Linked DNA regions of Sus scrofa: all the other regions are linked to region 3. Evidence: chromatin contacts called from public HiChIP or PLAC-seq data. All regions are on one chromosome and are shown on one strand. The core of a region is the stretch at or near the end of the contact, and the rest is flanking DNA. Distances in the headings are between cores, read along the strand shown.

Region 1 (3,339 bases), core at 615-3,114, 320 kb after region 3:
CTCATGGACATCAAAAGCATGTTAATGATTTTCTGTTGTCGTGGGATTTTTCTAAGCTGTCTGTCAGCTGTTCATAAAAGCTGAAAGACAAGAGTCTTCCCTTTGGCCCAGAAATGGATTATTTAATGTAAAGAGAGATAGAATGAATGGGTCACACAAAGGTAATCAAGAAGCAGTATATAAATAAGAAAAATGCAAAGAATGTCTGTAAGTTAGACTTCAATCTGTACCTTCTCTGGTCTAGTTCCTTACCTTTGATAAGTATACATTATATACTACACTGTTAACTATGATACTAATTTCACTATTTTTTATTTATATCACACATTGTGTTGACTTCCTTCCTTTCCTTATTATTTATCAGAATTTCTCTTTAAATTATATGCATTTTAAAATTTATATGCTTTTTTAACAAGTAAAAAATTTTGTTCCCATATGTTTATAAGCACTTGATAACGTAATACTTATATTTGTCATAAATACATTGTTCCAGTCTCAGAGGTTGCAAGCCAGTTCTAATATTTAATCCCAGTTGATTTATTAATTCACCTGGCCTTTACTGAATAAGAAAATCCATGTAGTTTATTTTAATTAGGTTTAGGTTCTGCCACTTGCAAGAGAAAGCTCAAAATAACAGAGGCTTCGGTGTGATGGAGGTGTTAGGCTCTCTGATGCTAAAGGTATCTAGAGTCGACAGCCCAGGAATGTATAGCAGTGATGTGGTGGCATAGGAGGGTGTTTTTATCTGCTCCATCATTCTAACACACAGCTTCCACACTTAAGGTCAGTTCCAAGACTAGAGGTGGTTGTTGGATTTCCATTGATCACATTCTTTGGCAGGCTAGAAAAAGGGGAGTAGGAGGTGGGGAGGGGCGGAGTCGGTGAGGGCAGAAGGGTACAGAAGACAGCCTCTTCCAGTAAAATATTTTCTACTTACGTATAGCATTTCTGCTTACTTATGCTTTCATTGGCTCTATCTAGCCACAAGGGAAACTGGGAAATGTAGTCTCTGATTCTACCAATGTGTCCAGGTAATTGGAGTTCTATTACTAGTCAGGAATGAAGGGAGAATGGATGCTTGTATTGTTTGTTAATTAGTAGGGTCTGACACAAAAAAAGTCAAATCAGATATTATCATTCTCTGCATAGAAACCCATTAGAAATGTGTAAATCTTTTGCAGAGCTCTCACCACAAAACAAGTTAGAATTTATTTTGCAATTCTGCTGAAGTCATACTACTGTATTTTCCTTGGATTGAATAGGATCTCCAATAATGTGATGCACTTGGCAGTTGCACAACTAATGGATATGGATGGCATCCAAGACATTCATGCTGTAAAGTTCTATTATGTGGTCCTGCAGAACTGCAGCTGAGTTCCAGGACATCATTAATCACAGAGCACGAGTGTGCACAAAGCTGTATATTGACGCACAAAGTATGACTTGAAAGCACTGAATATCACTTGTTCTGGTTCTATTTGTGAGACCTAAAATAGCTCAGAGAACCATATACTATTGCTAGACCACCTTCCTTGGAATCATAAAAGTTGCACAGCGATTTATCCCAGTATTTGTATTTTTAGTTTAAGGAGAGTCACTTAGCCTCTCTAAACGGATTCCATAAGGCAACTGAGGCCTAAAGAAAATGATTCAAAGACTATTTTCTCAATTCTCAAGGATGATACAGAGCTAGCATCATTTTCAATGCATAGGAGTGTCAATCCATTGCACACAATGGATGCTTTATAGTATTTAGGCTTAATTCTCTTGAGGAATTTCTGTTGAAAGGGCTGGCTAGTTCCCTGATTTAGGCACATATTGCCCATTACGTAACCACTGACTCTTGACAAAGACAAACATGGATACACATCGGGAAATGGTTTTCTTATTTCCCATGGTGTATGATACATCATCAAATGACTCTTGTATCACCCCTTACATATCACAGTCAACATAAGATTTCCTTTGTGAAACTCATGTGGTATCCTCAGAAAACAATCTATTTCATTCTACCATGTTGTCTTTTGTGTATTATGGAACGCTGCAAAAGCTTCTTACCAATTATTATAATTGTGCTCATTATAGCTGCTCTGAGATGAATTCTCAAAGGTCGGCTTTGTTAATTGTTTGCAGTGATCTTCTGCAAAGTTACTATAGTTTATTGTAATGAAATTGATAAAACTGTAATCTTGAAATCAATTTTTTAATTATTGTTTTTATTCTCTACCACTTCCTTTTTTAAAAGAAAATAGCCATGGATAAAACTAGATATAATGCTTATGTTCTTCAGTTTTTAGAGCTGAGATGCTTCCACATTTGCTAATATTTGCTTCAGAATTAGGCCTTAAACTCAGACTCAGTCTTTGAAGTTCTTTCAGTTTCTGAAATAATTATGAGAATTTCTGCATTTTGTCGCTTTGGGGGATTCCTTCCCAGCTGGATTTGTGTACTCTAATCATCTAAACAAAATTAGACCCTTTAGGGTAATGTTACTCGAAGTGGACGAGCAGCATCTGTGGACTATCAGCACCCCTGGGATGTTCATTAGGAATGCAGATTCCTGGGCTTGCTGAAGAGTCCTGGGTGGAGCCTCAGAGGTTGCCTTTTCTGCTGCTGAAAGAGCTTCATGTGCATCAGAGTTAGAGAACAGTTTTCTAGGGTCTTGTATTTCTTGCTTACTGGTCACTGAGTAGGATGAGACTATGATTCTTTAATAACCCTGCAAATAATCCCCATCTTCATTTGGACAAAAATTCCTGGTGTAAACTAGTCCCTTTACAGTGATACCTTGGACCCCATATAGGACTTAACAACATAATAACTTAGTATGCTAAGCTTCCATCTTTACAATGCCTGGTTGCGATCATATTCCTCAGGACACTCTGAGTTGTGGTACCAAAGCCCCGCTCAGAATGAATAAAGCTGAAAACAGAATTCATTGTCCTGCGTATATTTAAAAAAAAAAAAAAGCTCAGCAGGATCTAGGAAGTCACCTGATTGACTAGGAATTTTATTTCTCTCCAATTCTGGGCTCTGCTTTCTTTCCACTAGCAGCTTCAGGTTCATGTTCTAATTACTCCATTACCCTTAGTCCCAGCAAATGCCAGTCTGAATATCAGTGGCTCAGCTTGGGCCATGTCACCACCCCATAACCAATTCATGTTTCTCTTCAGCCATGTCAGGGTTGGATGCCTGGCCCTGGAACCTACCATAGGGGCTGAGAGTTGGGAAGAAGGATGCCCCAAAGAAAAACCTGAGAGCTGTTAAAGCAAAGGGTAGGAAAGATGCTGGGCAGGTAAAAACGGGAGAAATATATTATTATGAGACCGTATCATTATA
Region 2 (3,019 bases), core at 23-2,522, 350 kb after region 3:
TTAATTAGTTACTATGATTGAGTCCATGGCTCAAATGGACATATAACAGAAAATACCTTCCAGAAGATCCTAGGTGCATCCTGAGAAATTTGAGCACCAAGTACCAAATCCAAAATGCGCCTAACTTCTCGTTCCTTGAATGCTGCCATGCTGTCTCTGAGATGGGTGTATCCTTAGACATGGGCGGCTACAGAGCATTTCTAGTGGGCTGTCCTTTGGGCAGGCTTCCTGTAGCTAAAACACCAGTTGGCTCCGAATATTCAAACGGTCATTGTCATTCTCAAGGTACAAAGTTGTTCATATCTAGAAACTTTGTTGACAAAATCTGAGACTTCACATCCTTGGAACTCATCTTTTTATCTTCAGAAGACTAAGGATTTGTAGTTCAGGCATTCTCTTTTCAAGCCCAAAAATATAATGCAGAAGCCAAAGAGTTTTTACCCCCCAATACATGTTAGTTTAAAAATGAATGCAAAAACCTACTTAGGTTGCTTTTCCAGTTTGAAATTCCCAACAGTTTTAATTTTATTATGAAAATAAAGTTTGACTTTATTTTTGCATCAGTTGAATAAAATGATAAATTGTATACCCACCAATTTTTGTACTTCTGTACACACATTTTATATTGTGCAACTTAAACTACCTTTGGCACATGAAGCAGCATTCTGTAACAAAGTACTGAGTTTGAGTTTTGTTTACACCTTCATAAATCATGCAGATGGGATCTGCAGCTATTCCCAGCTACACATGATAAAAATATCCTGTGCCTTGCTGATGTTTCTGGACCTTCAAGGTTCGTAGGCTGATCCTTTGCAATCTTGTGAATTCTTGGAAGTTTATCTTTCCTCTCCTGTTCTTAGGGTGCCCCTGAAGTTGCTTGGTGCAAACCTCTTTCATTTTAGGTAGACTTTCATCCTCCTTCCCCCTCCTCCTCTCCCCATCTCCCATCCTTTCTTTTACTATAAAAGAGAAGGAATCTGTTAGTAGTCAGTTCTTCTTGTGGGCGACTGACTAGTGACATCTGTAAGGAATGTGTTCCTGTCAACATATTCTGCGCTAGTCCTACAGTTTTAAAATACCTTAAAGCTTTGTTTCTTGTTATAGGAACTTAAAACTGGTTATACCACAGGGAACCCAGAAATCATCCTAAGCCTTTAGACTGGCTCTGAGCATAAACCTTTTTAAATTCTTTCAGAGGTGACTGGGATTGGAAAGTGCAAGTAAGAAGTGACCACATCTGCTGAGTCCAAACCTATGCCCCTCCCAGTGAGGGGGTGGGTGACCTCAGTGAGAACTCAGATGGTGCTTCTGGAATTCCCCCTGGAATCAGCTGAGGCCAAAGTCCTTTTTCTAAAAAAACTGTCCTAAAGGAGGAAGAAAGCATAGGACACAATGATAAGTACCCACTCACTCCACAACCTCCAAGAGAAAACATCCTGCTCATCAGACAAAAACAAGTGATGCACAGCCATGCAATTTGTGAAATATATTGGAACACCTTGTTTTTTAAAATTAGCCATTTTAGTTTACATAGAAATAACTACCTGCATCCCATAATCCAAGCAACCCTTTCCCAGACAGCTGGGTTGCACCACACACCGTGCTGCTTTTTCAATGTCTCCTCCTTGACATTGTTCCAGATCGGCGCCCAGGCCCAGCCCCCGTGGTGCCCGAGCACAGGTTCATCCTCACCTTCAACTTAACCTTCCTCCTCGCTTCCTAAGTGACATACAGGTGTATTTAATTTTCTGACCCAATTATGTAGGTAATGTTGAGTGAGAATTTCAAATGTAAGATTCTTTTTAAACCTCTTCCACCATCATCTGACTTTCCAAATAAAAAGATCCAGTGTCCTGGAATGTACCACGGAGTCTTCTTGCTGTGTGACACGAGCTCGAAAAAAAAGACATGTGTCCTTGGTGTTCTTTCATGAATGGAAGTTTTAGAAGCACACGGGCCCAGTGCCCTTTATAGGTGCCCTTTCAGCTGCTTTCTCACCATCAGAGGGAAGTAGGTCTTGGGGAACTGTTAATGCTGTCTTCCAAGTTGGAAGCTTTTTTTAGAAATGCAAACAGACCAAAGAATGGATAAGTGATACATAGAGATTTCTGGCTACTAGAAGATTTACATTCAGAGACACAATTAATGTTCACACCAAACATATAAGGCTGATGATTTTATCTTGTTTTTATAATGATGGTGGTGGGGTGCTGAGCCCAGTGGGGTTAGGGGACATGCCCAAGGTCAGATGGCTACTACTTGAGAAAGCATGATGCTTTCAACCCTGCTTTAGCTACTTAATGAGTATATAGACCATGGATAAGCATTTCCAAAGAAAGAAAGAGAAGGGAATTAAAGAGAAAGAGGATTAATGGAATAATAACTGCAAATCACTTAGCCCAGTGCATGGCACATGGCAACTCCTCTGTAAGTGTTAGCAAGTATTGTTGCCCTAGTATCAATTCTTTGAGGACTTTCTTTCCTGGAGAATATTAATGATGCATTATTTCTTGCTTGTGAGATGTGAAGTTATTGACTTATCGCTGCTGGGCTTGGCATGTTGAGCCCTGTTTCTGTTTATTAATGTGATGAGGTTACTTGTGGTGAGGGTAGGTCCCTGCTGTGCAGTGGCAGTAATTATCAGTGTTGCTGTGTGGCTGCAGGAACCGATTGCTAGCAAATGCTGGTTTCTTTCTTTCTTTTTCTTAAAAAAAAAATCCCATTATATAATTTAACAATCATTTTGTTCCATAGTGAGATGAAAAGAATTTAGCAGCCTTCAGCTGGAGCTGAATGGCGAATCAAATTATAGAAATCACTGACATTAGTGCCCAGCTATAGCAGGATTGTTTCCTCCTGAATATCTGAAAGTGTTTTGTCCAATCTAATTTTGAAAGACTGGAGTCACTGGGCTTCCATTGCTCTCCTTGGGAACTGTAATTACATGGCCCAGTAGAGCTCAATGGTGGGGCATTTTCTCCAGCTGATACAGGCACCATCGATAAATTTGTAGGAGGTC
Region 3 (3,510 bases), core at 85-2,584:
GGAGATTAAGTGTAAAAGAGGTAGAAAGGATCTTCTTGCAGTGATTAAAAAAGGTTCTAAAACTGCATTATGATAACGGCGGCATAGCTCAGCAAACCTACTAAAATTAATCAACTGTATATATAAAATCAGTTAAATTTACAGAATGTAAATCACACTTGAATAAAGTTGTTTAAAAAGTAATCAATTCATGGAGAACAGTTCCAATCACATGAAAAATTGGCCAAGTTCTTTGTGCAATAAGCTCATGAAAGATGAATTTCTTCATCTGTACAATGATGATAGAAATTCATACCTCAAAGATAATTACCTGAGTATCAAATGAGACATTAAAATGAAAGCATTTTGAAAACTGAAAAATTGTTAATAGAGTCTTTTGACCTGAGAGTGGATAAAAATTATTTCATTCTCTCCCCTAGGTGGTGCTAGAATCTAAAAATGAGCATGTCACTGGTAAATGCAGCTGCTTTGTACAAAATTACCTTTCTTTATGAGGTTACATCCCTAAAGGGATGTCTGCTTGTCCTTGAGTCCAGAGTGTTCTCCTGAATTAATCTTAGTATAATAGACATCCAACCTGCAACCATCTTCAGCGTCAGCATTCTAACCTCTCACAGTCAGTTGTACAGTCCATGCTGCACAGCTCCCTCTTTGTGCTGGGGAATTAGCCCTCAGATTAAACCACATTCACCTTCCATTTCTTTCCAATTTCATGGTAACTTTAGTTTTCATCATAATTGTATACTTCTCTTCAGTTGCATTTTCAAGACTCTCAAGTGCTCCTAGTGTTTAGTTTAATTCAGTTCATCAAACCACTTGTAAAAGGTCTCAAAAATAAACCCAAGCCTAGTAAACACTGCCACATCAATGAAGAAATGCCACTGAAGGGCCCCTGTTGTCTGGTGCCGTGTGTTGGTAGAGAAACAGCTGATATACTGTTATTTTGCTGTGTGCTGTGTGGCTTTATGTGTAAAATTAATGCTTCAAAGGTTGTAAGAAGAGCTTCTGTATCATGTTCAGGGCTTCAACCTGAATCTAGCATCTTAGCTCTCCTTCTCTCTTTTAAAAGAAAAGGGGGTAGATTGTCTTTTTGCTCTTCATCTGACAGGTTCTGAAGGCATTTGGTTCAAGAGGAAAATGAAGGGCCCAGAGAGCTGTGCAGCAAGGACACTCAGGGCCATTATCTGAGCCCTGAGCTCCTACACAACCACTTAACTCAGCTCCAAAAGGTGTCAGGGCTGGTCTTTCAAGGGAGCATGAAAGCTAAAGCTTGTGCCCCATGACGTGTCTTGCAAAGGAAGAATACAGAAGCATCACAAGAATATGCACGCAGGAGTTGTGCAAACAGACAGCTCATTATTGACAATTCTTTACCAGGGAAAATGCTTTCCCACAAGGGGAAGGAAGGGTTTGAAAAACAGCTCTTGCCTCATGGAGCCTGCTCTTAGGTGGAAACAAATCAGCTTTTAAAATACAATACCATAAAAGCTTTAAAAAGTGGTATTTAAGCACCATGGAAATAGCCTACGAGAAATTAATGCGAAATCAATGCAGGCACACAATTTACATCTGCTGCGTTACCCAGAATGGCTCTCTTCTATAACTGGAAATCTATGGACCTAAATCTGGGATGACTGGAAGGAGTTTTATGTCTTCTGGGATGTAGCTGTACAATCTGTCACGGAAAGGGAAAATCTGTAACCCTTTAGGGCCAGCAGAAGCTGGGGTCCTATTGTTCCAAAATACACACTTAAAATCTTAACACCCAAGAAGTAAGTGTTCACAGGTCTAGGCCTTTAAGTCTGACCCTCTGCCTAAACCAGCAGTCTTTCCACACCCAGCAGGCTTTGCCTTTCCTAAATATAGTTCCTAGCAAACAATGAGCTGCTGCTCCTGCTTTGAAGGTTCACAGTGAGTGCCCAGAAGAGACAGAGCCAAGCTCAACACCATGCTGGAGCTGGAACACATCTTCTAATGGAACCGGTGGGCAAACGCAGGGTGTGCTGTGAGCCTTCCTTGCGATGTTTTTCCCATGCTCACCCCTTGGCATGATGCAGATAAAGTTTATCAAAACCACTATGAGTTAATTATGCATTAAGCATATTTAAAGTTCCATGTTTTGAAATTACTTACAATGAAAGATATTGAGAAGTAGCAGCAGAGGAGTGGGAGGGAAACAAGAAAGGGGTGGTCTTGGAAAGTCATTAGAGTTTCAAGAAAAGGGAGTTTCAAGAAAAAGTTGGTAAGAGTGTCAAATGCCACAGAGAAGATGGGCAGGATAAGGAGTGTCCATGCCCATGAGGCCTGGCATTTAGGGGGGCACTGTTCACCAGGTGGAGCATTTCATGTGTGTGGGGGGGGAGGGGAGGGAGAGTCCAGGGTTGAGTGGATGAACATGAACAGACAATAGGTGTCAGCCCTGTCGCTTCCTCCTGTGAAGGCAAACGGGATCGGTTTGCCAGGTGGAGGCACTAAGTAGGAGAGAGCTTGTTTTCACATTGCGAAGATTTTCTAATACCATTGCACGCCTCTATCCAATGCTGAAATCACAGCCTAGGAACTCTGATCTCACCACCCTTCTTTGAACGGCTCATGGTAGGGTTTCAATAAATATTTGTGGAAGGAAACAAGGCTGTGTTCTCAGAACCGCCCATATGCAGGTGGTTGAAAGAAGAAAATTTTTTTTTTTTTAATTATACTGAAAGATTTCCGCTCCTCTGTTTTTTAAGGTTTTGTACTTCTTAGCTGTGTGACCTCAGACAAGTGACTGAACTTCTCTGGACCTCAGTTTGCTCATGTGTAAAAGTGTAAAAGTGTATGGCTCATGTCTAAGAGTACATGACTCAGAGTAAGCAGGTTACATTGTTTCTTGTTGTTGTTACTGTTATTATCCTCAACATATCTATTTGTCATCCTGGGAACCATGCACGGAAGGCATGTGATATCTGTACTGCATACCCCAAGAACTCACAGAATATTTCTGCTTGAAGGGAAAGGTTTGAAAACCAGCTCTTGCCTCCTGAAGCCCTCCCTCAGTGGAAACAAAATTGCTTTTAAAATACAACACCATAGTAGCTCTTTTTAAAAATCCCAAACACAATTCCAAAAGTTCTTAAGAAATTAAAAAGTCAACCCCAAAAATAAATTCTAATTTGAACTACAGACATTGGGTGATTATATCATGTCAATGTAGGTTCATAAATTATAGCCAATGCACTTCTCTTGTGGAAGTGTTGATAACATGTGGGGGCAGAGGGTTTATGGAAAATCTTTGTACCTTCACCTAAAGTTTGCTGTGAATCTAAAACTTATCTAAAATACAGTCTTGTTTTTAATTGAAGTATCATTGATTTACAATGTTGTGTTAGTTTCAGGTATATAGCAAAATGATTGAGTTATACATATATATCTATTCTTTTTCAAATTCCTTTCCATCATAGGTTATTAGAAGATATTGAATATAGTTCCCTGTGCTATACAGTAAGTCCTTGACATTTATCTAATTTATAT

Evidence for each region. HiChIP or PLAC-seq counts read pairs in DNA pulled down with a chosen protein or histone mark.
Region 1: a contact with region 3 is called in an H3K27ac HiChIP or PLAC-seq map of alveolar macrophages. The contact joins two enhancer-like sites. A contact is called at or near these places in 2 of 47 Hi-C or Micro-C datasets (embryonic fibroblasts and retroperitoneal adipose tissue) and 2 of 2 datasets of contacts at active chromatin or transcription factors (alveolar macrophages and skeletal muscle).
Region 2: a contact with region 3 is called in an H3K27ac HiChIP or PLAC-seq map of alveolar macrophages. The contact joins two enhancer-like sites. A contact is called at or near these places in 1 of 47 Hi-C or Micro-C datasets (fibroblasts) and 2 of 2 datasets of contacts at active chromatin or transcription factors (alveolar macrophages and skeletal muscle).

Annotation. Positions count from the first base shown.
Region 1 is chr13:109,813,311-109,816,649 of Sscrofa11.1, reverse strand. All of the region lies in intron 3 of TNIK (TRAF2 and NCK-interacting protein kinase), which reads left to right. Among named protein-coding and RNA genes, the nearest start is that of SLC2A2, 200 kb to the right of the region's middle. Within about 2 kb of position 1,864, at least 6 of the 83 cell types and tissues checked have an H3K27ac peak or open chromatin away from gene starts, as enhancers often do. A contact at or near this core is called in alveolar macrophages, where this site is marked.
Region 2 is chr13:109,783,689-109,786,707 of Sscrofa11.1, reverse strand. All of the region lies in intron 4 of TNIK (TRAF2 and NCK-interacting protein kinase), which reads left to right. Among named protein-coding and RNA genes, the nearest start is that of SLC2A2, 170 kb to the right of the region's middle. Within about 2 kb of position 1,272, at least 4 of the 83 cell types and tissues checked have an H3K27ac peak or open chromatin away from gene starts, as enhancers often do. A contact at or near this core is called in alveolar macrophages, where this site is marked.
Region 3 is chr13:110,129,380-110,132,889 of Sscrofa11.1, reverse strand. The region is part of intron 5 of LOC106507999 (a long non-coding RNA gene); the gene reads right to left. Among named protein-coding and RNA genes, the nearest start is that of TNIK, 79 kb to the right of the region's middle. Within about 2 kb of position 1,334, at least 9 of the 83 cell types and tissues checked have an H3K27ac peak or open chromatin away from gene starts, as enhancers often do. A contact at or near this core is called in alveolar macrophages, where this site is marked.